Regions from separate parts of the Mus musculus genome. Here regions 2, 3 and 4 are each linked to region 1. Evidence: chromatin contacts called from public promoter capture Hi-C data. All regions are on one chromosome and are shown on one strand. Each heading gives the region's core, a stretch centred on a gene start, on an enhancer-like site or on the middle of the called end of the contact. The rest is flanking DNA. Distances are from core to core; before and after follow the strand shown. Region 1 holds the start of Brd1 (bromodomain containing 1). Region 2 overlaps Cerk (ceramide kinase). Region 3 holds the start of Cerk (ceramide kinase). Region 4 overlaps Tbc1d22a (TBC1 domain family, member 22a).

Region 1 (6,398 bases), core at 1,478-3,977:
CTACTAAATTCACTTTTAATTTTGCTAACATGTATCTTTTAGGATTTTAAAAGATATTTGTTTCAGTAAACTTGACTATATATAGGCTATGAATCCATCTTTCTTGTGCTGTCTCATTTGAACACTAGTTTCTACTGTCTTATGAATTCTAGCTAGGTTCAATTCTTTTAGAATTTTAGTTAATTCCTTCTACAAACATTATCTGGGGCATCATAAAGAAGGTCCTTATTAGCTGGGTGTGGTGGTGCATGCCTTTAATTCCAGCACATGGGAGGCAGAGGCAGGCGGATTTCTGAGTTTGAGGCCAGCCTGGTCTACAGAGTGAGTTCAAGGACAGCCAGGGCTACACAAAGAAACCCTGTCTTGGAAAAACCAAACAAAAAACAACAAAAAAATCCAACCAACCAAACAAGAAAAACCAATAAACCCCCCCAAAACCCAAACAAACCAAAAATGAAGGCCTTTCCTCTCTGATAGCTTTTCGGTTGCTTTAGTCCTTGAAGTTGCAGTTTGTCTTGGTCTCATGCCAGTCTGTGGGATCCCTCCAGCCTACTAAGAATCGCTTTGCCTGAGAAGTCCCCCTCTCCCTCAGTCCTTCCTGCTCTTGAAGCTGTTGTGTCCTTTCATCTTTGCTTTTCTGAGACAGTGTCTTACTTTTGTTTTGTGTGGTGGGAGGTCCTTCCCTCGTTGGTTTGCATTTCATTTTCCTGAGGTAGAGAGAAGGCTGAGGGCTCATCTTGCTTGTTCTTCACGGTCCTGGGATGCTTAGATTCAGATGAGTGGACTTCTGTAGAGGAGGCAGCATTTACAGTTCCTGGCTTTGCGGCAGATGTGTTCAGGCCTCACAGGGTACCCCTACCATGGCTCAGTGGTGTGCATGAAGAAAGTACTAGCTAAACAGGAGGCCTTGCTCGGGAGTGGCTCCAGAATTAACTTACCCTTAAAGACTATTTTTCAGCAGGGCAATTGCCTTTAATCCCAGGACTCTGGAGGCAGAGGCAGGTAAATCTCTTGAGTTCAAGGCCAGTCTGCTCCACAGAGGAAGTTCAGGGATATACTGAGGGGCCTTGTATTGAAAAACAAAACAAACAACAACAAAATGACTATTTTCCAGCCCATAGTTTGGCTACAGTGGGATAAGAGTAGTGGCCAGCCAAAAGCTGCAAGGCACAGATGAGCAAGTCTGCCTTGTCCCAATAACTGTTTGGTGCCACATCCTGAGCTGTGAGCCTGCCCTGCCTGTCATGGGCGGGGAGGAGAGCAGCTCTGCTCACGAATGAAAAGCTCTTCTGTTTACCTGAGAGGTCCAGGCTAATGTCACAGGCACATGACTAGTGCTTCATCACCATGACACCTGTCATAAGCCTTCCAAGGCAACCAAAGAACTACCCAGTCTTCACCCCCATTTCAAAATACTTACAGATGAGTCTCATAATGAAAATTCTCTAGAAGCCACTAACTTTTAAACTAAGGACAAAGTAGACGGAACAAGCTGGAGAGTAAGACCAGTGTCCCTAAGCACCAACCCAAAGGGCCCTGATTTCAAAATCTTCAAGCCTTTTACAGCAGAGGTTCTCAGCCTGTGGGTCACAACCCTTTTGGTCCTGCATATCAGATATTTACATTCATAACAGTATTGAAAATTATAGTTATAAAGTAGAAGTGAAAGAATTTGATGGCTGGAGGCCATCACAGCATTGATCAGCAGCAATAGGACTGTTGAGAACCACTGCTGTAAGTGTTACCAGCTCCTTGGTAGGGATGTCAATGCTTAAATACTTCTATGAGTACAATGCTTATAAGAGGAAGGCCTAAGTCATGGGTGGTGGGCCATGCCTTTAGGGAGGCCGATCTCTGACTACATAGTGAGTTACAGTCAGAATTACATAGTGAGAGTCTGTCTCAAAACAACAAAACCAAAAATCAGGCAACCAAACAATCAAACCACCACCACCAAAGTAAGTAAGAAAGGTAGACAGACAGACAGAAAGAAAGAAAAGAAGAGGAAAGCCTGAGTTGGAGGCATGCCCCCAGACCTGGCTGCCCATAGTTTGAGATTGCTACTACTTGTCCCAGTCACTAGTCATCCTCAAGTCCTTTCCATACCCTCCTCTACCCAACCACTGACCTCGTGCCCTTGTTAATGCCTTTCTAGTGCCACCTTAGGGTTCCCCAGTCCTAGCCATTTATTCCTCAAATAAATCCACCCTTGTTTGGTGATCCCCTCCATCACGGCCCTCATTTCCATTCCCTCCTAACTCATCCTCCGTGAACCACGCTGGTCACCAGACACTATCAGAACCCCACTTCCCCCCCTTAGGATGCATCTCTTGATTCTCTCAAAATACCACTCCCTTGGAAAGCAAGCACTCTCAGGAAACTCCACCTGGCTCTCTAGGGTCAGCATTCTTGCTCTACTCAGTGCCATTGACCCCATAGTAAACACCATTCATCTGGTTACCCTTCTCTTACAGCAGCAGTCCTTCATCCTCAGGAACCCTAGCCTGTCTCCCCCAGAATTCTCCTCCTAGTCACCCCACTTTTGTAGCACTCCTCCCCCATCCGGATCCCCACCCTAACACCCTTCCTGGTCACCCCACTCTCTCCTTCGCGTCCCGCCCCGCCCCCTTATCCCGGCTTGGCGCGGCGCGCGTCGTGGCGGCGGCGGGCGGGGCGCGTCTCGCACGCAGCGCGCCGGGCGGAGCGCTCGCCGCATTGTTTGCTTCGCTGGGGAGCGAGCAGCGCCTCGGCAGGCGTCCGAGCAGCTCCGCGTCCGCGTCCTCCGCCCGGCCGGGCCCCGAGCCGGCCTCAGCCGGCCGTGCCGGCGCCGCCGACCCCGCCCGAGCCGCGGCGCCCTGCGGGCCCGGAGCCGCTGGCCGAGCGCGCCCCGGAGCCCGGCGGGGCACGGCTGCGCGGCCGTTGGCGGAGGAGCCGCGGCGCCATTAGCGCCGCCTCGGCCGCGCCGGCCTCCGCGCCCGCCCGCCCGCCGGGCTCCCGCGGCCGCGGCGCCCCCGAAGGTGAGTGTCTGACGGTCGCCGTTCGCCGCCCGCCTCGCCGGCCGGGGCGGAGGTGCAGGCGCCATGTTTGGAGGCGGCAGCGGCGGCTCCGCATTGTCCGCGGGCGGGGAGGCCGGAGAGTCGGGGCGGCGAGGCCCCGAGGCCGTGAGGCCTGGCGGGCGCGGGAGCCGGAGGGACCGAGAAGGCCGGGCGGACGTGCGCCGCCGTGAGCCGGCGCGGCCGGGGACGCCGGAGATCGGTGCCGGCGGCTCGCCCAAGAGGCCGGGTTCGGGAGGCGAGGCCGCGGCGAGATCGCGGAGGCGGAGGCCGCAGCCGGGTGGGGGCGGAGAGGGACACGGAGGCCGCGGCGGGGTCGGGGAGACAGAGGAGTAGAAGGAGGCCGCCGCGGCGCGGGAGGCGCGGCCAAGAGAATGGAGCGATCGGCAGGGCTCAGTAGGCGGGGAGGCCGCCGGGCCGGGCGGGCGGGCTCTGGGCAGCTCGGCTGTCTGGGCGGCTGGGGCGGCCGAGGGGCCGGGCGTCGGACAGCGGAGGAGGCGGAAGGCCTGGGGTCTCGTGGCGTCTGCCCACGTCCTCGCCCGTAGCCTTGGCGGTGCGGAGCGGGTCGCATTATGTAACAGATCGGTCCGATCTATTTTGCCAAGACAGGAAACTCCCTTGAAGAGGGACGGGCTCGGAAGATTTCCTAAGTGGAGCGGGGCCTGGTATCTCCGGAGCAAGCCCGCAGCTCCGCCACAACTCCGTGGATGAGTGCAGGAAACGCCGAGAAACGAGCGCGCGTGCGCGGCTTTCTTGGGCCTTTAGGAGAGAAGCAACTTTCCTGTGCGCTTAATTTGCAGAAAACGCAGCTCCTCATGGTGCCCTGCAGTTGTGACACACTTACACACACCTAGGAAACGGCCCCCCTTCATGGAGGACATTCACTTCACCCAGCTGCGACTGTTTTAGAGTATCTGTCATCTGGTAACAAGTAGTTACAGAATTTCCCTATTACTTAGTTACTGTTTTATCACTTGTTGGGTCGCGTGCACTGTCCTGAGTCTGTGTTTTTCTCTCCGGATGGTCACCTTAGAGTAAGGTGTGTCTCTTTCCTGTGTGCTTTTACGGTGAGGGGTGGAAGCTAGGAAGAGTTTAAATGGCTTGTCCGCAAACCGGGCCGGAAATGAACGGAGCTGATTTTGAGCATGGAGTCTTTCCCCTCGTTTTGCCGGCAAAGCTTTTTAGGATGCGTTTAGCCCAGTGATTTCTGGAGAAGCATGCTTGTTGCCTTTGCTGATTCCTCCGTGGAGAGATGCTTGTTCCTGCATAGAGCCAGAGGGGTAAAGTGCTGGGTATATGAAAATGAGGAAGTAGATGAGATTGTTGGTCACTGTGCCGGGCAGTACTGTTACATGTCCGCTTTCCCCTGGTCACAACTACCTTTTCAAATTACAGAGTAGCTGTGGCCATTAAGTATTAGGTTCAGTTCTTGTAGAAAAGTGGTTTAAAGACAGTCCTTCAGTGCTCACTAGAAGAATGTGGGATTTGACAGGCTGGCTACAGTACTTTACTGGAGAGGAGAAAATTACATGTTTGTCTTTAATCTGGGAGCTGTTGCTTCTGCCCGTGGTTCTTTTTGGGAAGGATATGGTGCTGACACCTGGATTTGCACCTATCTCGACTTAGGGATGCCACTAGAGGCCTAGGGCAGGCTAGGGTTGCTTTGACAGTTTCCTGAGAATCCAGTGTTGAGTAGGCACCTGGAAGTGCCTCAGAAGCAGGTGCATTGGGGTCTGGCTGACTACAGTGTCTTCATATTCTTCTTGTTCATAGAGAGATAGTATAGAATGTGGCTTTCTGCAGCTTGTAAAGTCTGTCTTTAAAAATGCATTGTAGAGATTTCCTTTTGGGACTTAAAACATGAAGTCTGCTCTTTGAGGGCTTTTCCCAAAGACTAGTAAGATAACTATGAGTTGTGAGTTCAGGCTCTGGTGCGCGCGTTCTCTCTCTCTCTCTCTCTCTCTCTCTCTCTCTCTCTCTCGCCCTTCCTCTGGACTATCCTGATATTTCAACTTGGTATATTTGGGAGTCAGTCTAACTCTACTTCTTGTCAGTAAAATAGGTTTGTTGAGCTGGAGGGGCGCGAGCGAGTGCTCCTGGCACTTGATGCTCCATGTGCTCATTCTGCTTGCCCAGTGGTTCTGAGTGGGCTTGTCTGCTCATAAGGTCCATAGATACCACGGCATGTCAGAGTCCACTACAAGGAATGCGAATATAGGCTCTTGGCGCCCTGGTTTTGTCCATCCTGGAAATGAGCAAATCTCTGCATTGAAGTTTTCAGGCGTGTGAGCCAGAGATAAAGGGTGGCGGGGAGGCCACTGCAGGCTGTGGTTTGAGGGAACCTGTCCTTTCTTGGGAGCAAGAACTGAGCATTTTCAGGTGTGTCAGGAAGAGAGCAGAGATGGCCCTTGATTATCTTGCCCACTGCTAGGTTTGCTTGAAGAGTATGTGGCTTAGCATACCCAGGTCCTGGCCTAATGAGAGGGAAAGGCTGGTGGTGCCCACGGCAGTTTCCAAGGTGGTCACTGCTGAGGTGTCCTGAAAGCTACACTGTGCTCTTGGGGCAAAAATATCCCACAGATCAGCTCAGCGTTCCCTTTAGTCCTGTGTAGGATGTGTTTGTGGAAAGAATGGACTACTCTATGCTGTTGACTTATGGAAGCTTCTGGGCCCCTGCAGGAAAGTTCCCAGGAGCGCTCTGCTGGGCAGTAGTGAGAAAGAAAGGAGGTTGCTTAGGAATTGCTAAGAGTAGGTGGCCACAGCCCAGTAGGCGGCTGCTTTGTGGCCACAGGTCTCTGCTGTGAAGTCTGGCAGAAAAACAATCTATACTTGTAGGAGAGAGGCCTCGCTCTTAACTCTGGAGACTGTGTTGCTGTTTGGGGCTTACTTTTGGCTTGGTCTAAAGAGGTGTCTTGTGGGTGGAATGCACCTGTGCCCTAGCTATTCAGCAGGAACCCTGAGGGCTGCAGCTTCCTGCTGTCTCCGGCCTTATCTGTACCTTTACCTGGGTGTGGTGAGGGAGAGGCTTGCTGAAATGTGAGACATTGTTTGGAAGTCTTCTTCAGAGCCTTTAAACTCTGAGCTTTGTTTGCGGGAGATTTGTTAGTGCTACCCAAGCACATTTTGTAGTTCTCTGAAGGCTTCTGTCATCCTGCATAGAGGTAACTTTTCCTTTGACTTTATTTTAGGTAATCATTGCCAAATGAGGAGGAAAGGACGATGCCATCGAGGTTCTGCAGCGAGGCATCCTTCTTCCCCGTGCAGTATTAAACACTCCCCCACTCGAGAAACACTGACCTACGCACAAGCTCAAAGGATGGTGGAGATAGAAATCGAAGGGCGCTT
Region 2 (6,398 bases), core at 1,473-3,972, 2.6 Mb after region 1:
AATTTGCTTTTTGAGGCAGGCTCTCTTTTTCAGACCTGGGACTAGAATGTCTGGCCAATGAACCTCTGGGGTGTCCTGTCTCTACCCACCCACCCCCAAACCCCTGGATCACAAACAAGCCCCACACGAACTGTAACTGACTTTCCAAGTAGGTGCTGGGGATCGAACCTGAGCCCCTATGCTTGTTCAGCAAGCATTTTACCTACTAGTCATCTCCTCAGGCCCCGAGAAGACAGTCTTCCTCACTCGGCTTGTGATTTGTTTTGCAATCCATGCCATTGCTTTGCTGGGCTGACGAGAAGCTGGAATGATGGGGGTGGAGGTGGGGTGACTCATGAGGCAAGGGTGTCTGGAAGGGGTCCCTGGGAGGCACTACCAAAGTTCACTTGGCCTGTACCAGGAAGGTAGGAGGGGGCAGGGGTTACTCTAACCTCTGGATTCTGAAGGAAAAGGGTAGATTTCTCTGGGGGGGGGCAGAAACTCGCTCTGGCTTGAAGGAGAGAGTGACTTCTCAGTGCTCGTGCCACCGGCAAGAAGGTGGCACTTCGAGGTGGACCTCACTCCTCCAACTAGGCCCTCTGGACAAGTATGTAGAATGATTTGAAAAACCATCATCATTCTAGCTTCTCGTCAGCCCAGCAAAGCAATGGCATGGATTGCAAAACAAATCACAAGCCGAGTGAAGAAGACTGTCTTCTCGGGGCCTGAGGAGATGACTAGTTTGCTGGTAGTAAGGAGTCCAGGGTTGGACCCACGATTGGCTAGGTCCTTGTGCAACAGGCTGATGGGGACGCATCCAGAGTCCCAAATGGAGTGGGCAAGGACACCTATGAGTGCTTACCTCGTCCTACACAGTGTTGGGGGCACTGGAGGTTAGAGTGAACTGGCCTCTGTACCCACAACAGGTTGGGGCCCCACTTTGGTGTACTCAGGACAGCAACACCATAAACAGGGCCACCTCTCAGAATGGTGGGGGCACCAGGAGCAGCACTCTGTGTCCCCACATCAGGTGTGTGACTGGCACAGTGAATGGTACTGTGGTCCCTGTGAGGGGACAGGTAGAGACTGCACAATGCGGGTGTGGGCTTGGTCCTTTTGGGCTGTGGGCCACAGCATCTGTCATCTTTTGTGTCTTGGACACTCACTGCTCCTGCCCTAAGGCTGACCCGCAGTCTGACTGTGAGGTCCTGGAAAAGGAAGTTAATATCCTTTGTAGCGATCCAGGACATTTGACTCTGAGTCATAGCCAGCCATTATTTTATTAAAGGGAAGGGGACGTGCCTAATGACTGTCAGCCACTGCTTTTCTGTGATCAGGAACAGGATCTACAAGAGCCTAGGGTAACATCCACCACTCATGGCCGAGGCTGCCTGGCAAGCTGAGTGTAGAAGCATGAGAAAGTTGGCTGCTCTTGGCACATCCCAGCTGCAGCCTAGACAGCACAGGGCACAGCAAGACAGCATACCGTTCTTGGACCAGATGAGCTATGCCTAGCCCTGGCTTTCTTATTTCTTTCCCTTCAAAGCAGAAAGTTCCCTGAAGGGCAGCCTGTTGCCAGTGTCCTCATCACACAGGCTCGGGGCCTGCCTGGTCTGGGAAAAACTGCACTTCTCATCCCGGGTCTCTGTGAACCTTCTAACCTTGCTGGTAGTGTATGAGGACGTGTACCAGAGAAATATAGCATTCTATAGGAAAAGAAAGGGCCCAGAATTCCTGCCTGGCCAGCTGTTTGCCAGGGTCCCCCTCCTGTTCTCAGTTGCTGTGGTTGATGTCATCAAGTGTCCATGTGGCCATCCTGGTGTGTGGGCATCTCCCCGTACGGTCTAGACTGCATATCAGAGAACTTGTTTGAGGGGCATTCCACCCCAAGAGGTCCAGATGCCAGCTCCTTCAATACCTCTGAGTCACACAGTTCTCGCCACTGACCCCTGTGACTGACAGTCTCAGTTTCCTGGCACAAGGCATTGGATGTAGAGGTGGGGGTGTAGAAGATGTAGAGGTGCTGTGCAGGGATGGGGGGCCTGTTGGAAGCACAGCGCCACTGATGATAGCTCAGGTTTCTGATAGGTCATTTTTATCGAGCCGTTCTTCTTTGTCCACAGATCCTCATTCCTTCCCTTCCCTTAGCCCCGCCCAGTCCCTAGCAGGGAGATGCTACAATCTCCTACACCCTACATGACATTCCCATCATAGAGCCCCTCTCTCCTTGCATCCCTGACTCCTTGTCCCTCACTGCTTCTTGGCCTACCCTCTTCCTACTGTTGTTCTCTCCGGAACCACTAGCTCAATCACAAGATCTCCCCAGCCCCTCCCCCCCCCCACGCCAGGCCTGAGTCCCTCCTGACAGCTCATGTGACTTACCCTAGTTCAATGTTTTTCCGCCTCCCAATTCACCCATCCGGTTATGCTTGTGGGGATCTAAACAGTGCTGGTTTTAGAGCTTTTGTTCCCACCAAGGGACAATGCCAGTGTCACATGAGCCGTGGTGTGGCTTGTGTGCAACGGCAGCTGTGGAATGTACTGTGGGCTGCGTGGCTGTGTGGGGTCCCTGGTGCAGCATGGCCTTTGGGGTCTGGCCAGCAGAGCATGTGACATCAGGGACATTAGGACACTGTTCTCTCCTTTCTTGGTCTGAGACTCCCTCTGAATATGTAAGATGAAGCATGATTCGTGGGCACACTTTTAAGAGAGTTGTCCAACCGTCACTAGCACACTTTAGTTATTTTGTGATGTAACACGGTTGCCTCTTAGTCTTCTGAACATCAGATGCTTATCTCACTCCACGACTGTGCTTAGCAGCTGTGACTTCTGTCACCTGATTCTTAGGGACAGTCACAGTTATGAATAAGAGGCACTGGGAAATGCTTGAAGTCTGCCCTCAGTGGTCCTAGACTCAAAGCACAGGGGGCTTTATCAGAGGGTCACTGCCTCAGGTTTGTTCTGAGGACCTGATGTGAGCTTGGCAGGTGAGCCATAACAGCACAGAGATGTGCCTCTGTCACCTCCTGGTGTTGCAGGAAGGAGGCAGTCAGAGGTCGGGTGGGTACAGGGAGTGGGTGCAGGGTCACAAGCAGGGCAGGATTTGGAGGCGGCTCCATGAGGGCCAGGTCAACATCCCCAGAAATGGGGAAGATGGGTAAGTTGCAGGAGAAGGGAGGGGCCATGTCGGAGAATTGGCTGCTGGTGGCAAGCTACTTGCTATGTAGAAGGTGTCCAGATGTCTGTCACAGGGCCTGTCCTGAGTAACATCCTCGCAGGAGTAACGAGGAGCTGTGTGGGGTGAGGGAAGGGGAAGACTAGGGAAGGGAGAATTAGAAGCAGCTAAAAACTGAATTTCGGAGGCACAATGGTATAAAAATGGGAATCCCAGGAGGCAGCCACCTGTGGAATGCTGAGGGTGGCCCCAGACCCAGGGTGGGCACAGGGTCCACAAGGCAATGGGCTTGATCCTGCTCAGTTCAGCCCCTCCCAGTGTATGTGCCTCTGGGGATTCTGGGGGCATGACTACAATCCTTTCATGGCTCAGATCGAACCTTCCAGGTTCTGATGACCCAATTTCAATGGCACCAACTTGGGGAAAAATACTACCACAAAGGGATCACAGGTGCCACCACAGCATGGCCTGCTAATTTGGGTGCTGGCAGAGACGCAGGATTTTTTTAGCTAGACTGCAGGGTTGAGAGCCAACCTAGGAAGCCAGCAGGTAGCAATGTTCATCTGTACAAAAATACAAGGTGATTCATAAAGAAGCATTGGGAGTCCAGCCTGTGTTCAAAGAGGATGCTGTGTCTGTAATTGCCTCTGCTCCCCCTGACCGGCATAGCCTCAGCCCACAGCTTCTGTCGGAACCTGTTATTTCCCAAGGCTGCGTGCCCAGCCTAGAACTTTCTTTTGATCCAAGTTAAGTAATTACAGCATGCGTCAAGCAAGTTTAGACCAGTCTGCCTCTCTCTGAGCTACTGGGTTAGAGATTTTTAGTCACCAGGCATGACGGGGTACACCCATATGCACTCAAGAGGCTGAGGCAGGAGGATTGAGAGTCCATGGCTAATCTGGGATATCTAGAAAGACTGTACTTAACTCAAAGCAACAGAATCAAACCAAAAGATTGCCTGGAGCTGTGATTCTCTAGGCCAGTGGTTCTCAACCTTCCTAGTGCTACAGCCCTTTAATACAGTGCCTCACGTTGTGGTGCCCCCCACCCCCATCATAAAATTCTTCCATTGCTATTTCATAACTGTAATGTTGCTACTGTTAAGAATTGTAATGTAAGCCGAGCAGTGGTGGCACACGCCTTTAATCCCAGCACTCGGGAGGCAGAGGCAGGCCGATTTCTGAGTTTGAGGCCAGCCTGGTCTACAGAGTGAGTTCCAGGACAGCCAGGGCTCCACAGAGAAACCCTGTCTTGAAAAACCAAAAATAAATAAATAAATATATAAAGAAATGTAATATCCAATGTCTGAGACATGACCCAAAGAAGTATTGATCAACAGGTTGAGAAAACACGCTATTCTGGGCCCAAGTCGTCCCATCTTCTTGCATCCAATCAGAGCCCAGCTTCCCTGGAACACTTCTCCACAGACTGGACCCAGATTCTCACATACTTTGGTGGCCCTGGCATCCTTTATTATGTGTCTTCTATCCCTCTTGGATTTCTGAGCCACTTTAGGCCTCAGAACAGAGAACACGTCCAGAACACGCCTCACATAGTACAATAGCTGACTCAGCAATCAGCACTTGTGGCTTAAATAGCTGAACAGACAGACCATGTAAGGGTCACAGCTCGAGTCTGCCCTCCGATGACACCAAGCTGCCTCTTGTTCTGAGTGGCATGACCTCCAACCTTCCTGCCTGCTTTCCTTCCTTCTTTAAAAAAAAGAAAAGAAAAAGAAAAAGAAAAAAAGATTGCTGTTTATTTGTTGGGAGAGGGTGCGTGCCAGGGTGTGTTCGGGGAAGTTAGAGGACAACCAGGAGAAGCTGGTTTCCCCCTTCCACCCTGCAGATCCCAGGATTTCACGCCGGACATCAAGCGCCATCTTGTCAACCCTCGCCTTCCTTTGTGTTTGGGGTTATGGAATGAGTGTAGGAACGATTATGCGCAGCCTTCGGAGTTTGGGGTGGGGTGGGGGGGGAGGCTTTTCTGTCTGTGTAGCTCTGATGGGTCCTCGGATCTAAGTGTGGTGTCTTTGTAGATGCCCGCTCGGTACTGGTGTCGGAGATCATCGCTGTTGAGGAAAAAGACGACTGCGAGAAACACGCCTCCAGTGGCCGATGGCATAAAATGGAAAATCCGTTCGCATTCACAGGTGAGGGGGCCTCAGTGTTTGCCAACTCCCCAGGCCCTCCCCTGTCCCTCCACCCCACCCCCGACCCCAGTTAGCTCCATGAAGACCTCGGAGAAGGTCTTATCAAAGCCAGTGACTGGCTCATCTTCACAGACTCTGATAGCAATCATTCAAAATCTATTTTGGGGGCTGGGAAAACGTGTATGTAAAGGGCTCTCTGTCTCTCCCTGTGTTGCTAAAATTCTACCTCCTCCCAGCGTCTCAAGGACAAACCCAGGCAATTTAGCACCAAAGTTCGCTCTTGGGGAAACTGATGAATTTATCGGGCTTCTTTACAGAGCCTAGACGAGGACTTACTTACAAAGGTGTGGTGTCCCTCACCCAACAGGGATCTGGGTTTCTCTTATAACCACATAGCTTGAGCCTCAGCTTTAGTCCCCACCACCCCCCATATACTCTGGCCCCGCCCCCTGACCATGCGCAGCACTGCCCAATGGTTCAGGGCAACGGGTTATTCAAGTGAGGATCTCTTGCCGTCCTCTCTGAGCCTCTACAAAGGGGGTGTAAACTGTCAACCAGTCTTGCTGGGGTGATCTTTTGCAAGGGAGCACAACTGAACTCCTCAAGGTGGTGTGGTTTGGCCATCCGGGCAGTCCTGCAGTGAGATGAGGGGTGGAGAAAAGAGACTCCCAGCCCTGAGGTCTCCCTTCTGTAGCGGTAGATGCTGCTAACCAGTGTTGGTTTTCACACAGTCCACCGTGTGAAGCGAGTACGACATCACCGCTGGAAGTGGGCACGGGTGACCTTCTGGAGCGCCGACGAGCAGCTGTGTCACCTGTGGCTGCAGACCCTCCGTGGGCTGCTGGAGAGCCTGAGTACGTGGGCGAGCTTTCGGATTTGTTGCCAGGCAGCACAGCTGTGGTGGCACGCGGGACTCAGTGACCTGACCCAGGTGGACGTGATGGATCCCTTTGCTTTGTTTTTATGTTTCCAGCTTAGAGAGTCCCAGTGTGGGGAGCAGACGGGTATAGACTCTGCAGCTGCTGTCCTGGCCCAGCCTCTGCTTAGGAGTAGGGAGACTGAAGCAAATCCGTCAGGCCCCAGAGCCTCATT
Region 3 (6,398 bases), core at 2,089-4,588, 2.5 Mb after region 1:
TTGTGAACCGTGAGTCTGACTATCGAACATCAACCAGGCTTCTGAGCCTAGGGCATTTCTTCCAGGCAGTCAGCTCTGACAGCTAGTGTTTGGAAGGCTCTTCCTCGAGGGTGGAGGGCAGAGGGCAGCATTCCTGGCAGCCTGTGGGTATGGCCTGCCAGATCCTCTGGCCCCGCCCAGCAGTGTTCCAGTTTCTGATGTCAATTAGTCCTGCTGACTTCATCAGGGAGGAAGCTTGGGAGGATAAGCAGGCAGGCCAAGTGTAAACAAGAGCCCAGCCTCCCGGAGGGAGAGGAGCTCAGAAATGACTAAGGTGGAAGGTGCTACCTCCCCAATAGGTGACCCAATCGGTGGGATGTGCATGTTTAGTGGCAATATGTGGGACTGGACAGAATCTCAGGAGCCAGGCAGCCCGTGTGTGAGAGAGAAACTGGCTCCCAGGAGGGAGGGTGCTGGCTGCATACAGCTGGTCGCTGGTCGGAATCCCAGATTTGTATGACCTAGAGCATCAGGTCAGAAACTGAATTGCCTAGCTTGACCTGTGACAGGAGGGAAGGGACAGGACAGTGTGTAGCTCATGAGAGCTCCAGGCTGCTGGGGCTGAGCCTACACCCTGGTCTTCCTGTTCATATGGCCCCTCTAAACCGGGGAGAGGGGGGTGGGGGCAGCTGTGCATACACCAGGCCAACAACAGGCTGGGGCATCATTGGCTGTAAGGTAGTCAGGTATTGCTTGAAGTTCTACGACAGCCAGGGGACCTCAACAGCACAAAGAGGTGGCTGTGGGCAAGGAGAGTGGGTAGACACTTTCCAGACAGACATGTAAGAAGGTGTTCGGATCAGGGCCTAGCTAGGGAAGGGTATACCAGTCAGGTAAGAGGTGGTCCAGGGAGCTTGGGAAGCCATCAGGGGGATGGATCTGGGTCTGAGTCCCAGTGCAGAGACCCACACAGCCCAGGACTGATCCAGGCTGTGCGGATGTTTCCAAGGCTCTGTCGGCTGTTCTGCCATCTGCTTTCACACCCAACAATGGATGAGCCCCAGGGGACTCAGAGGCAGCAAGGGCCTGGCAGCTGCACTGGAGAGAGAGCATCCTCCTTTCCTCCCACCCCCAGTGCTGTGTTCATTATGGTCCCCAGCCTGGAGGGCCCGAGCCTTTCCGTCCTGTCTACCTCAGCTTCCCAGAACACATCCCTCATTAGACTGCCCTCCCCCTGGCAGAGGTTCCCAGTGAGTCCTGGCACTGCGGCCTCCCAGGCTGCCAGGCTAATACACCAGCTGGCCAGGGTCACCACAGCACTCTAACACCCAGGAAGCCCAACACCACGGGTCCAATCAGGCTGGTGTCTCCTGAGGCCTGTAGATGGCCATTCCTCAGGTGCTTCTCATAGTTTGTGTTCTATGTACACATCCCTGGATCTGTGTTCAAATCCCCCCTATACTAAGTACACTGGTTGACCTGAATTGAGACTACCTTAATGGTTTAATTTTTTTTTTTTTTTGGTTTTTTTGAGACAGGGTTTCTCTGTATAGCCCTGGCTGTCCTGGAACTCACTTTGTAGACCAGGCTGGCCTCGAACTCAGAAATCCACCTGCCTCTGCCTCCCGAGTGCTGGGATTAAAGGCATGCGCCACCACACCCGGCCCTTAATGGTCTAATTTGTTTGTACACATGTGTTCATATGTGTGCAAGTGCGCATATGTGAATGAGTGTGTTTGAAGAAGTGGCAACCTCTGTCCAGGAACCAAGCTATTGCCCCCCCTCCCCGTGCCCCCAAAAGCCCTCATTGAGTCACCTCTTTAAAGGCTCTGTCTCCAAATAAGCCACTATCTATGGCATCAAGCTTGGGGCTTCAGAATTCAAATGGGGGAGGGGGGTACACTTCAGTCCGAGGTAGGCACTGCAGGATCCTGGTTCTCACTAGTGAGCTATAATTCACACAGGTGGCCCTCCTCAGGTTCTTTAGTATTTTGTGGACCGTGTGGCTGTGTCTTCCTGGATGGAACTCCTCTAGGACTAAGGTGGAGTCCAGTCCTCTTGGTATTAAACACTTACATATAAACACTGCATTAATTTCCAGGCGTGGTGGCTCATACCTTTAATCTCAGCTCTTGGGAGGCAGAGGGAGGTGGATCTTTAAGTTTGAGAGTCTATAGAGTGAGCTCCAGGACAATCAGGACTACCCAGAGAAACCCTGTCTCAAAATAATAATAATAATAATAGTAATAATAATAATTAATAATAATAATAGCCCCTGCTGCCCTTGCCCGACACAACCCCTCACCAGTAACAGAGGCAGCATCATCAGCAATGGCAAGAGGTTTCTGAAGAAGTTTCATGTCCACATTCCCCAAGCCTCATCCCGATAGCCGTGAAAGGAAAGAGCTGGGACAGCCATTGCTTCAACTAACAACTGAGCTAGGTCAGGTCCAGCTTGCTCCAGGGTGGGGCTAGGATTCTGCCTGGGCCTAACCAACACTCCAGGGCTGTCAGGGAGCCTACCATTGGGCTGGGCTTCCAGGAAGCAAGTGATTCATGGTTGTCCCTGCCCTGCAGATGGACACAGGGCACCGACAGGATCAGACCTGTACCTTAGCCCTCTGGTACCAGGCACAGGCAAGGTAGACTTGGCCAGCTCCACCCCAGTCTGCAACAGCAGGAGAGCTGAGGGGGAGGGCAGAAGGCTCTCCTGTCTTCTTGAAAGCTGACTCCGCTGTGAGGCTTAGCTCTGTCACACCACAGAGCCCTGCACTCTTGGACCAGTTAGCATCTCCGAGGAGACTCTTCCTTGGTCAGATGTGAACAGATGCTATCACGCAACCAATATCTGAGTAACACATTATGCACAGAGACCATTTTAGACACTGGAGACCCAGTAAGGGACAAGCCCACATGCCCATGGAATTTTCACAAAGATGGGTAGATATGCAATGAGTGCAGTGCTGAATTTTGCCCTGCTGTGTCTTGGGATGCTTTGGCTGGGGGAGACGGAGTCCAGGAAGACCTCCCTGAGGTGGATATGTTCAGCTTGTCCCATGTTAAGCTGCATCAAGAGCAGCAACTCCGGTTCCCTAGGCCTGTTTGGGAGGGTACAGTCAGGTGACTGATAAGAAGACGCCTTCTCCCGTCTCTCTGGTGGCTGTAGACCCACAACCATCCACACATGAAGCTTCCACTCCCCTGGAAGGTAACCCCTGTCCTCTCCATCCTAGCCTTCCTTTGCCTACTGGGACTAACCTGCAGGACTCTTGCTAGCCGCCAGGAGACCAAGACCTAAAAAGAGACGGATGCCCAAGGTCAAATCGCTCCTGGGCGCACACCAGCAGTTCCACGGCCTCCTATCGCCTGCCCAGGACCGCCCGGGCAACATTTCTGCGCTGCTGGGACTCCGCCCGTCCCTTTGCAGCCCTCCCTACCCCGTCGCTCGTGCAGACCCAGCAGGACCCAGGGGCAGCCAGAGCGACAGACTAGTGTCTTTCAGGGCACCCGGCCGCTCCGACCGCCCTCCCCACAGCCAGGTCCCTCAGTCCCCTCCTCTGACCCCTCCCTCCCGTTCCTTCCTAGGCCTTTTCTGCTCCTCATCCTAGGCTCCCTAGACTCCTCTGTTTCTGATTCTTCTCTGGCCCCAAGTCTAGCTTCTCCTGTCCTCACCCTGGTCGCCTCCTCCCGGGTCCCCGCCACCCTCTCTGCGTACCGGGTGACGCAGCGCCGCCTCCCGCTCCCGCCTCCCCGCGTCACCGCCGGGCAGACTGCAGGGGCCGCTAACGGTCCCGCGCCCCCCCCGGTGTCCGCGCGCCCCGCGCCCGGCGGACGAGGCCGCGCCGGCGGCGATGGGGGCAATGGGGGCGGCGGAGCCGCTGCACTCCGTGCTGTGGGTGAAACGGCGACGCTGTGCCGTCAGCCTGGAGCCCGCGCGGGCTCTGCTACGCTGGTGGCGGAGCCCGGAGCCCGGGCCCTCCGCGCCGGGTGCCGGTAAGTGTGGCCATCCCGGGCTGGTGGGGCCGGCGCTGCATCCACCCCGGCCTGCGTAGCCCGAGCGCTCCGGGCAGGCTGGGATGGGGCGGAACTCGGAGGGAGGAGACCTGGGGCACGGGGAGAGGCGCCCGGGATACCGAGGCGCGGGGAATCCGAGACGCAGAGCCCGGGTGCCGGGCGGTCTAAGTACTCCGCGGCCTCTGGCGGGGAACCGTCTGGGTGCTGAGAGCCCAGATACTCCTGGAACTGGGATGACAAAGCCTCTGGAGGTGCTGGAGGGGGAGGGGAAGAGCGGACGTCCACAGCCCCCCACCCCCCATCCCGGAGCATCCGCGGGACCCTGGGGGAGGTCTGTTGCTGGTGCTGCCGTCGGGATGGCGCTGGCACACCTGGACAGGACTGGTTTCTGGTCATATTCTTCGTCCAATACAGTGAACCCAAGTACATACACATGTTTCTCTATGGGAGAAGCCCAGAGGGGCCCTGGCAGGGACTTCCTGCGATTAGGCAGTTGAGCAAGGGCCTTTGACTTTCCGATGGAGTGTACACCCTGCTCAGCCGCCCTCAGGGTTGAAAGAGGAGTAGCTTAGGCCAGCATGGGGAAAAAACGCAACCCACCCGCAGTGACTGGGAATGGTGCAAGGACACTAGAGCCACTCTCCCCGGTGCTTTGCTGCAGGTTGTCTGGTGGCCGACGGATTGGCGGAGATTTTAAAGATGTCATTCAGTCCTCCTTAAAAGGAGGATTACAGAAGATTGTATGTGGACATCTGGGCTGGGGGGCCTTGTAGACGACCTTGTAGACGAATTCAGTTTCATAAATTCCTTGCTCCATTTTGTTGTGTTTGTTTGTTTGTTTTGAGACTGTTTTCCTATGTGGCTCAGCCTCAGACTAGTATTACAGATGTGTGCCACCAAGCCCAACTTGTTATTCTCTCTCTCTCTCTCTCTCTCTCTCTCTCTCTCTCTCTCTCTCTCTCTCCTGGGAATGATAGAATCCAGGGCTTGTGGCTTGCTAAGCACAGTCTTTACCACCAAACAGCAAACATCCCCTGCAAGTTTCCCTTGAGAGCCTGCTAGGGGATGGACCTGGGGATTCTAGCCTAGTGGCTGATGGAGTGGGGCCTTTTCCACTTAAGGAGGCACAGAGGGATGCGTGGGGATAAGTGCATCTAATGGGCTTGGATCCCAATTTGAACCTCCGAGGGTAGGGCATCAAGCTTGAGTCCCAAAGGGGTGGTCACTCACCAGTGCAGACCTCACTTTATAAGGGTGGTGCTTGCCCAGGGAAACCTGGAAGGGCTGAGTGTTGATGGCGAACTGATAAGGAACCTCGAGAATCCAGTGTCAGGGTCACGGTTGGTGGGGAAGAGCTGGGGGATAGGGTCCAGGACTCCCTCAGTCTGGCAGGCTGAAGTGGGCATTGGTCTTTATAGTGGGTATCAAAGGAAGCCCCTGGATGGTTGTTTCCAGCTGAATATTTATTTATTTATTTATTTATTTATTTATTTATTTATTTATTTATTACAAAGACCTGGTGATCTCTTCAGGGAGGATAGAGAGGAGAGACAGAGCAGAGTTGAAGGAAGGCAGTTGACCCAGTCTAGGTGGGGACGATGGAGGTAGGCAAGGTTGGGTGACTGTCACCCTGAGCAGGCACCTGTGGGAATGGCGGGAGTCAGGACTCCCTGGAGGACACCCTGAATTTCTGTTGCCCTTCATTCGCTCATTCATTCCCTCGCTCATTCTACCCAGAATGGCTGTGTGGGTAGTTGGGGCCGTACGTACTCTGGTATTGTGCTGAGGCTCTGCAGACTGAGCTGAAGGGAGGTAGGGCTAAGGTAGCCTCAGACTCAATCGCCACCAACCCGGTTTCTAGCCTTGGAGTCAAAGCAGCCTTGTCTTCAGAGTGCCTTTCTGTGGCTCAGTGCCTGGGACTTGATTACCCTGAAGTTCTTCCCATGTGCCCCTGGCATCACCTCCCAGGGCATGTCTCTCTTGTTCTCGGACTTTATTACCACTGTGCTGCCTAGGCATGAGTGGGTTGAATTTCTTTTTTCTTTTTTCTTTTTCTTTTTTTTTTTTTTTTTTGAGACAGGGTTTCTCTGTATAGCTCTGGCTGTCCTGGAACTCACTTTGTAGACCAGGCTGGCCTTGAACTCAGAAATCCGCCTGCCTCTGCCTCCTGAGTGCTGGGATTAAAGGCGTGTGCCACCACGCCCGGCTCTAGTGGGTTGAATTTCAGGTAAGCCTCTAGGGCCTAGAATCCTGGCTTAGGATAAGAATACTGTTGCATGGTGGGTGCTCAGTATGTGTGAGCTGCAGTCCTTTGCTCTGGCTCATACAGACACGGGCCCCCGAAAATGTGGAGCTCTACCGACTCAGCTGAGGCTGAGCAAACCTGACTTCATGGGAGAGCACTG
Region 4 (6,398 bases), core at 2,663-5,162, 2.4 Mb after region 1:
TGTGTGGGGCAAGCAGAAGTCTCAATATTTCTTAGTCTGTTTAGCCAGCCTATTATTTTATCCAAGGAAATGTCAGCAGCCTATTCTGGGTGTCATTTCTCACAGCAGGTCATTTGTTACTCTTCAGTGTAACGAAGTAATGGCATTTAACTCCAAGAAGCCCTCTGCCAATTCGTCTTCTAAACGCCAAGAGGATCATGCTTGGCCTCACTGTTAGAATGGAATAAATATCCTAGTCCTTACAGCAGCCACATACACTGTGGATAGGCAAGGATAGAGACCTAGGGCCTTCTCTGTAGAAGGGTCTGGGGTAGAAAGGAAGAAAGAGTCTCATGCATAGCAGGAAAGACAATGCTGCTGGAGCCATCTCAACAGCTCATCTTTCCCCAGGGCTGCTAAGGACAGCATGACTGGGACATGTACAGGCCCTGTGGTCAGAACCAAGTGAAGATTGCTACTGTGTTCAATGGACAAGGCCAGTGCTATAAGGAGGGGACAGCACTGGGGGAAGTCCTAGTCATCCCAAAAGTCTGCACTGATGTGAGTGTAGACAGAAAGCTGCAGGGGACAGAAAGTAGGTGCTAAGTGGTGGGTGGGCAGATAGAAGAAACAATCTAAATGACTTAGACAGGAGGCAGGCACAGGTATTTAATTGTTTTGCAATGTAAAAAGGCTATGTTAGGATAGCAAAGAATGAAAATGTCTGCCCATCTTCCCACACCCAGAAACAAAGAGGAGCAGGAGGTGAAACAGGCTCAAAATGGAGACCAGTGCAGTGACAGTGAGGAGGGCTGCCTGCCCTAGGACATCTGCCACCTTCTTCTTTTTTTTTTTTTGCCTGTTTTATTTTTCTTTTTTTTTTTAATTAGGTATTTTCCTCGTTTACATTTTCAATGCTATTCCCAAAGGTCCCCCATACCCACCCCCCCAATCCCCTACCCTCCCACTCCCCCTTTTTGGCCCTGGCGTTCCCCTGTACTGGGGCATATAAAGTTTGCAAGTCCAATGGGCCTCTCTTTGCAGTGATGGCTGACTAGGCCATCTTTTGATACATATGCAGCTAGAGACAAGAGCTCCGGGGTACTGGTTAGTTCATATTGTTGTTCCACCTATAGGGTTGCAGTTCCCTTTAGCTCCTTGGGTAATTTCTCTAGCTCCTCCATTGGGGGCCGTGTGACCCATCCAATAGCTGACTGTGATCATCCACTTCTGTGTTTGCTAGGCCCCAGCATAGTCTCACAAGAGACAGCTATATCAGGGTCCTTTCAGCAAATGCTTGCTAGTGTATGCAATGGTGTCAGCATTTGGAAGCTGATTATGGGATGGATCCCTGCATATGGCAATCACTAGACGGTCCATCCTTTCGTCACAGCTCCAAATTTTGTCTCTGTAACTCCTTCCATGGGCGTTTTGTTCCCATTTCTAAGAAAGGGTAAAGTGTCCACACTTTGGTCTTCATTCTTCTTGAATTTCATGCATTTGGCAAGTAATTGGCAGGATCAACATCTGCCACCTTCTAACCACTGAGTCTTTGTTCTGTTTGCATACACTCAACCACCTAGGGAAAAAGCGCCAATGAGAGAGCACAGTGGCAGCCTCAGGACAAGGTCTAGGAAGCTTCAGGGCCTGGTGTGAGTCCTGGGCACTCCCTCCACATTTCCCCTGCCTCTCTGATACACTGCAGCCTCTGGCTGGGGGACAGAGTGGAGGAGCTCCTATAAGAGCTAACTGTATGGATTTAGGAAGTAGGACTTAGTGAGTAGAAACTGTCAGTAAAGCATTCAGCGCATGGGCTGTCACTCAAGCAAAGGACTGAACTGATGTCATGACATCACCCCAACTTAAGGACTCCCGGCTGGGGAGGCCTCCAGGGATGGCATCAGGATTTGAAATGGCCAAGGTACCTGAGCACTTGAATTTTACCTTCTAATATGAGGCAGTGAGTGGAGCTGGGATCTCTTTCATATCAATTCACATAACAGAGGGTGGCGCCTGGAAAGGAGGAAAATGACTCCAGTTTATATGTCTCCCCTCCTACCAAAGGATCCTTCGACACTGGTACAGATGTCTAGTATGCCAGGCTGTAGAGTAAAGAGCCAGCACCTGGCAGAGAGCAAGCTCCTGGTGGTAGGAAGGAGGGAGAGGCTGTTGTCATGACGACACTAATCACCTATGCTGCACAAACCCTGCAATAAACCTCTTCACATAATTAGGAGCTTAACTGGTAATCAAAAATATTCTGTTCTTTATAAGCAAGCTGGAATTGCTCTATGGATCTAATCTTCACATTTCCCAACTTGGGAGTTTTAAATTTGAAACCCTGACACTTTGGTGATAGAGATTGTACCACTTAATTACGCAGATTTGGGCTCTGTTGTGGAGAAAGGGTCCTGCTTTGGTGAGGGTAGCACCACAACGCCAGACTATAAATTCACAAAACTCTGGTTCAGCAAAAACAACTAACACTGTGATCAAATTGGTTTTGCAGTGGGAATGTTTAATTCTAATATAAATAACGTTCAATTCAAGGTTATAGAAGACACCACAGTCACCGTTCCCTCTCTACTCCACTGCTGAAAACTTCAGCCACCACCTGTGGGGCCACAGCACAAACCTACGATTGGAGGGAGGGGTGTGAACAGACAAGAACCACAAGATAAGGGTGAGATGGGTTAGCCTGAGCATATTTACGACCCAGGAGCTGTTCAGTGGCCTGGGAGACAGTCCCAGCTGAAGAGCACCGGCGGCTGCTTCTCACAGCAACAGTTAGCTCCCTATCCCCCGCCCTCCATAGCCCTGACCAACCTCACAGAACCCGCAGTCAGGAAAGCAAGACTCCGGAAGAAGGTGGGCCTGTGCTGCAGGATGCTGTGCTGCAGGATGCTGGTGGGGAGACAAGCACAGAAAGAAAGGCACTCCCTGGGCCTGCGATGTCACTTTCTGTTCTTTCACAACATAGCAATCTTACCGCGCCTGGGCTCTTGGCTTCACAACACCACTGTGAGTAGGCATTCTTGTTCATAGAAAAATTACTCGCTGAAGCAGTAACTGGTTCTATCTCAAGCTTGAAGCACTAACAAGAAACTGGGGTGGGAAGGGAGAGGGTGAGACAAGAGCATCTTTTTAATGTCTGAAAAAGGAAACTGCTCCTTCACTGCCCTCTGGACTCAGTGGTTTTTGGCTGCTCATTTGTAGGGATATTTGCCAATTAAAAAAAAAGGGGGGGGGGGGTGGGGAAGCAAATGAGACAGAGATGGAAGTGGAGGGGTGTCTGTCCAGTGTAGATGGCTGCCCATACTAAGTTCACAGTGGTATGAAGGAAGGTGACGTTGAGACGGGTGAGACTCATAGAGCCTGGACACAGCTCTGGGCTGACCCATATAAATCCCTATCATCACAGAGACTGAAAGTTGAGAGCCAACCCAACTGAAGGTTGCCATAGGACAGGACAGAGAAAGATGCAGAGACTCTGAGGTAGACAAGGGCTATTGGGTAATGCCTACAGCAGCACAAATGAGTATGGTCCACTATAGTCAGCAATTGCACAGGGGACAAGTCAATCCCACAGTCACAGTCCCCACCGCAAAGGACAGAATGTAGCTTGCAGAGGCCCCACACAGCACATGCCACAAGCTCAATCTCCCATCTATGCTTCCTGGTACTGACCCTGAACCCGGAAGGGTACCCCAAAGCCTGTGTCTCTCAGGCCTACAACGGTGCTAGCACAGAGCAGATGTTCATTAATGCAGGACGAGGGAGTAAACAGACTTCCTTCAAAGAGTCTGTGGTCTAGGAGGAATGACTAATTACAACCATAATGAGAAAAACTACTCCTTGAGGAATGAGAAGTAGGCGCCAGCCCAGTTTCTCAGCTACAGAAAACATTCAGGCTATTACTGAGCTGACGGCTGTGCATCGGAACTCTCATTTGAGTATGCCAATGACAGTGCAAGCAACACTACAGTAAAAGGGAAGTCACTCAAATCGAAGGAAGCAAGTATGCCCCCTTAACTCGCCCTTGCCACCCCCTCAAGAAGACTCGGTTCTCTCAGAAGGTGGAGAACAAGTTGGCTATTTTGAAAGCCTCAAAAAAACTACAGCTGTGAAAAAAAAAAAAAAAGCTGAGTTTGCCTTTGAAAATTATAGGCGCAGTTTCTCAGGAAAGCAGGGTGCTCATATGTCCCTGGGGGATCCTAACTGTCTCAACCCCAACCCTGCTCTCCCTGACACGGGACAGCAGGGAATCCAGGGTCCTTATGGGTCATTAAGCCACAAGATGAGCACCTGAGACAGGCTCAGCCCTCCAGCACCTCAAGGATGTCTGCCTGAGTGTGGTATTAACAGATTTGGGTCCCTTTCTTATTCCTTAATGAGGAAAGGCATCTTGGACTTTCAGCTAAGACCTTCTTTCTGACTCTGTATTCCAATTAGGAGACTACACAGACAGACACCCACTTCTCAGCAGTGGGGACCTATGGAAATGAACTTGCTAAGGATACAAACATCATAAATCAATCTACTAAAGTGATTCATCTCTATCTAATTAGTCAAAAGTAACCGAGGGTCTTCATATCAACCAACAAAGCAGCCCTGATTCAAATTGTGCATAAAAGCAGCAGAGAGAATAAAGGACCAAAATAAGACCAGCAACCCAGCCTGCTCACCCTGAATCCTTGGTCAGTCAGCCCCACAAAGATGGTTTCATTCACCCCACACCAGGGGGTCTTTCACTGGGACAAAATTCACCTCCGTGGGTTGTTTAGGGCCCACTCTTGTCACAAACATGAATGCAGTGCAGGCTCTGGGAAAGCTGTGTGGCTTAAGCACGTGCCCTGGGGGGCAGGTCAGGAAGGCAGCAGAAAAGCAGGGCTACTGTATCCTGTAAAAACTCTTAAGTGCTTGTAAGAGGGAAAGTCCAACAAATTTATGACAGGCCAACGGCTCATAACAATAATCTACAAAGAGTTATTTCTCAGTAAGAAACACATGGCAGTAGGCCACCTGAGAATAAAGAAAACACCCTCAAACAGCTTTGTAGGAAAGAAGCCAGCTAAAGCCATGAAGTAAAACTAACTGATCCCCAACACATACGACTCACCCACACTGGGAGGTTCATTTCAGTTAAAAATGGTGCCTGCCCAATCCAAGGAATAAGAAGCAGACTTTTAGAACCTACAGGGCCAGCTCCAAACATAGTACTCAGCCCTAAGAGGATCAGGAAGACTTTGTGGGGAGGGGTTAACAAAATGCACCGAGACCCCTGGGAGACTCTCAGAGCACAGTGTGGCAGGAAGAGTCAAAGGTCCATCCGCCATGGTTAGGAAATCAAGGCAGCAGAAGCCTGAGGCAGCCGGCCACAGGGCATCCACAGTCAGAAGACAGCAGGGAATGCATGCTGGTTCTCAGCTCCCTTTCAGCAGTCTTCCCTGTCCAGAGAACAGGGTCAGCCTCAATGGGCAGGTCTTCCTCAACTAACATAATCCAGATAAAGCTGGCTCTCATGGCACTCCCAGGTGATTCTAGAGTCTGTGAATTGACAATTAACACTGCCCATCACAAATACTAACACACAAGAGTTCTGCAGGGCAGGTTCAAGTTCTCCGCGGAGTAAAACAACTGGGCACTTTTTTTCAAAATCAGCGTAGAAGAAATCTGAGTCACTCAAAGTGCTACCTGCAAGAGGAAGTCAGCCACACCCTGTCACTGAAAATATGGGCACTGCAGAAGCTGCTGCACAGTCTTCCGGGAAGCTGATCCCAGTGGCTCAGCCACATCCCTTCTTGTGGGGGCAGACGTCAAATCACATGACTTATGGTTTATTTTATTTTCTGTGTGTAGAGTGCCTGTGTGCCTATATGCTCTGAAAGAGTGCTTGGTGCCCTCAGAGGCCAGAGAGGGTATTAGATCCCCTGCACTGGAGCTACACACAGTTACAAGCTGCCATGTGGGTATTGGCAACCAAACCCAAGTTCTCTACAGTAACAACAAATGCTTTAAACTACTGAACCATCTCTCTGCCTCACATCCTCCTACCATAAGGAATGTGGCACACGGATGCCAGAAGGATTACCTAAAGCAATCAAGGCAGCCGCCTCAACTTCAGGGAGAAGGTGGAAGAGCAGGCCATGCTGGGGCCCCTGACACAGGCTGGCTAGAGGCAGGCTCAGAGTTACAGGCTGCCAGCAGGGACTGACACTGGCTATCTTGAAGACTGCTCCTCAACCTGACCCTTTCCCTTTGTCCCTTTACATTGGTAGGTGAAATATCAGCATTAGTAAGGCGGGATCTACATGTTTGTATTTCCCACTGCCAGAGGCTCTCCCTGGCCAGTTCCTATAGACATCTGCATCTGGCTCTCCTTTCACAGCAAGCACTGGTCTAGCTCAGCACCTCAAAAG

What was found. Promoter capture Hi-C pulls out the DNA fragments that hold promoters and counts their contacts.
Region 2: a contact with region 1 is called in a promoter capture Hi-C map of trophoblast stem cells, with 12 times the contacts expected there. The contact joins the enhancer-like site here to the promoter of Brd1 in region 1. A contact is called at or near these places in 9 of 39 promoter capture datasets (the 3T3-L1 cell line, the C10 cell line, cranial neural crest and 5 more) and 5 of 115 datasets of contacts at active chromatin or transcription factors (embryonic forebrain, forebrain, large pre-B cells and 2 more).
Region 3: a promoter capture Hi-C map of embryonic stem cells shows a contact between it and region 1, with 5 times the contacts expected there. The contact joins the promoter of Cerk here to the promoter of Brd1 in region 1. A contact is called at or near these places in 14 of 39 promoter capture datasets (the 3T3-L1 cell line, 3T3-L1-derived adipocytes, the C10 cell line and 9 more), 1 of 484 Hi-C or Micro-C datasets (B cells) and 5 of 115 datasets of contacts at active chromatin or transcription factors (astrocytes, embryonic forebrain, large pre-B cells and 2 more).
Region 4: a promoter capture Hi-C map of the 3T3-L1 cell line shows a contact between it and region 1, with 8 times the contacts expected there. The contact joins the enhancer-like site here to the promoter of Brd1 in region 1. A contact is called at or near these places in 5 of 39 promoter capture datasets (the 3T3-L1 cell line, the C10 cell line, hippocampal neurons and 1 more) and 1 of 115 datasets of contacts at active chromatin or transcription factors (large pre-B cells).

The regions. Positions count from the first base shown.
Region 1 is chr15:88,730,548-88,736,945 of GRCm38.p6, reverse strand. It overlaps Brd1 (bromodomain containing 1), which reads left to right and starts at 2,727. Exons shown (of 13, transcript NM_001033274.3): 1 at 2,727-3,017; 2 at 6,242-6,398. The coding sequence starts at 6,256. It overlaps Gm41377 (a long non-coding RNA gene), which reads right to left and starts at 2,825. Exons shown (of 3, transcript XR_875560.2): 1 at 939-2,825; 2 at 655-787.
Region 2 is chr15:86,164,730-86,171,127 of GRCm38.p6, reverse strand. Cerk (ceramide kinase) reads left to right here. Exons shown (of 13, transcript NM_145475.4): 2 at 5,193-5,306; 3 at 6,038-6,160. Among named protein-coding and RNA genes, the nearest start is that of Gm15569, 18 kb to the left of the region's middle. Within about 2 kb of position 2,722, at least 149 of the 459 cell types and tissues checked have an H3K27ac peak or open chromatin away from gene starts, as enhancers often do. A contact at or near this core is called in forebrain and trophoblast stem cells, where this site is marked.
Region 3 is chr15:86,183,081-86,189,478 of GRCm38.p6, reverse strand. It overlaps Cerk (ceramide kinase), which reads left to right and starts at 3,338. Exons shown (of 13, transcript NM_145475.4): 1 at 3,338-3,972. The coding sequence starts at 3,831. Gm15569 (predicted gene 15569) reads right to left here and starts at 3,751. Exons shown (of 3, transcript NR_155352.1): 1 at 3,695-3,751; 2 at 3,238-3,273; 3 at 2,283-2,827.
Region 4 is chr15:86,342,530-86,348,927 of GRCm38.p6, reverse strand. All of the region lies in intron 8 of Tbc1d22a (TBC1 domain family, member 22a), which reads right to left. Among named protein-coding and RNA genes, the nearest start is that of Tbc1d22a, 130 kb to the right of the region's middle. Within about 2 kb of position 3,912, at least 107 of the 459 cell types and tissues checked have an H3K27ac peak or open chromatin away from gene starts, as enhancers often do.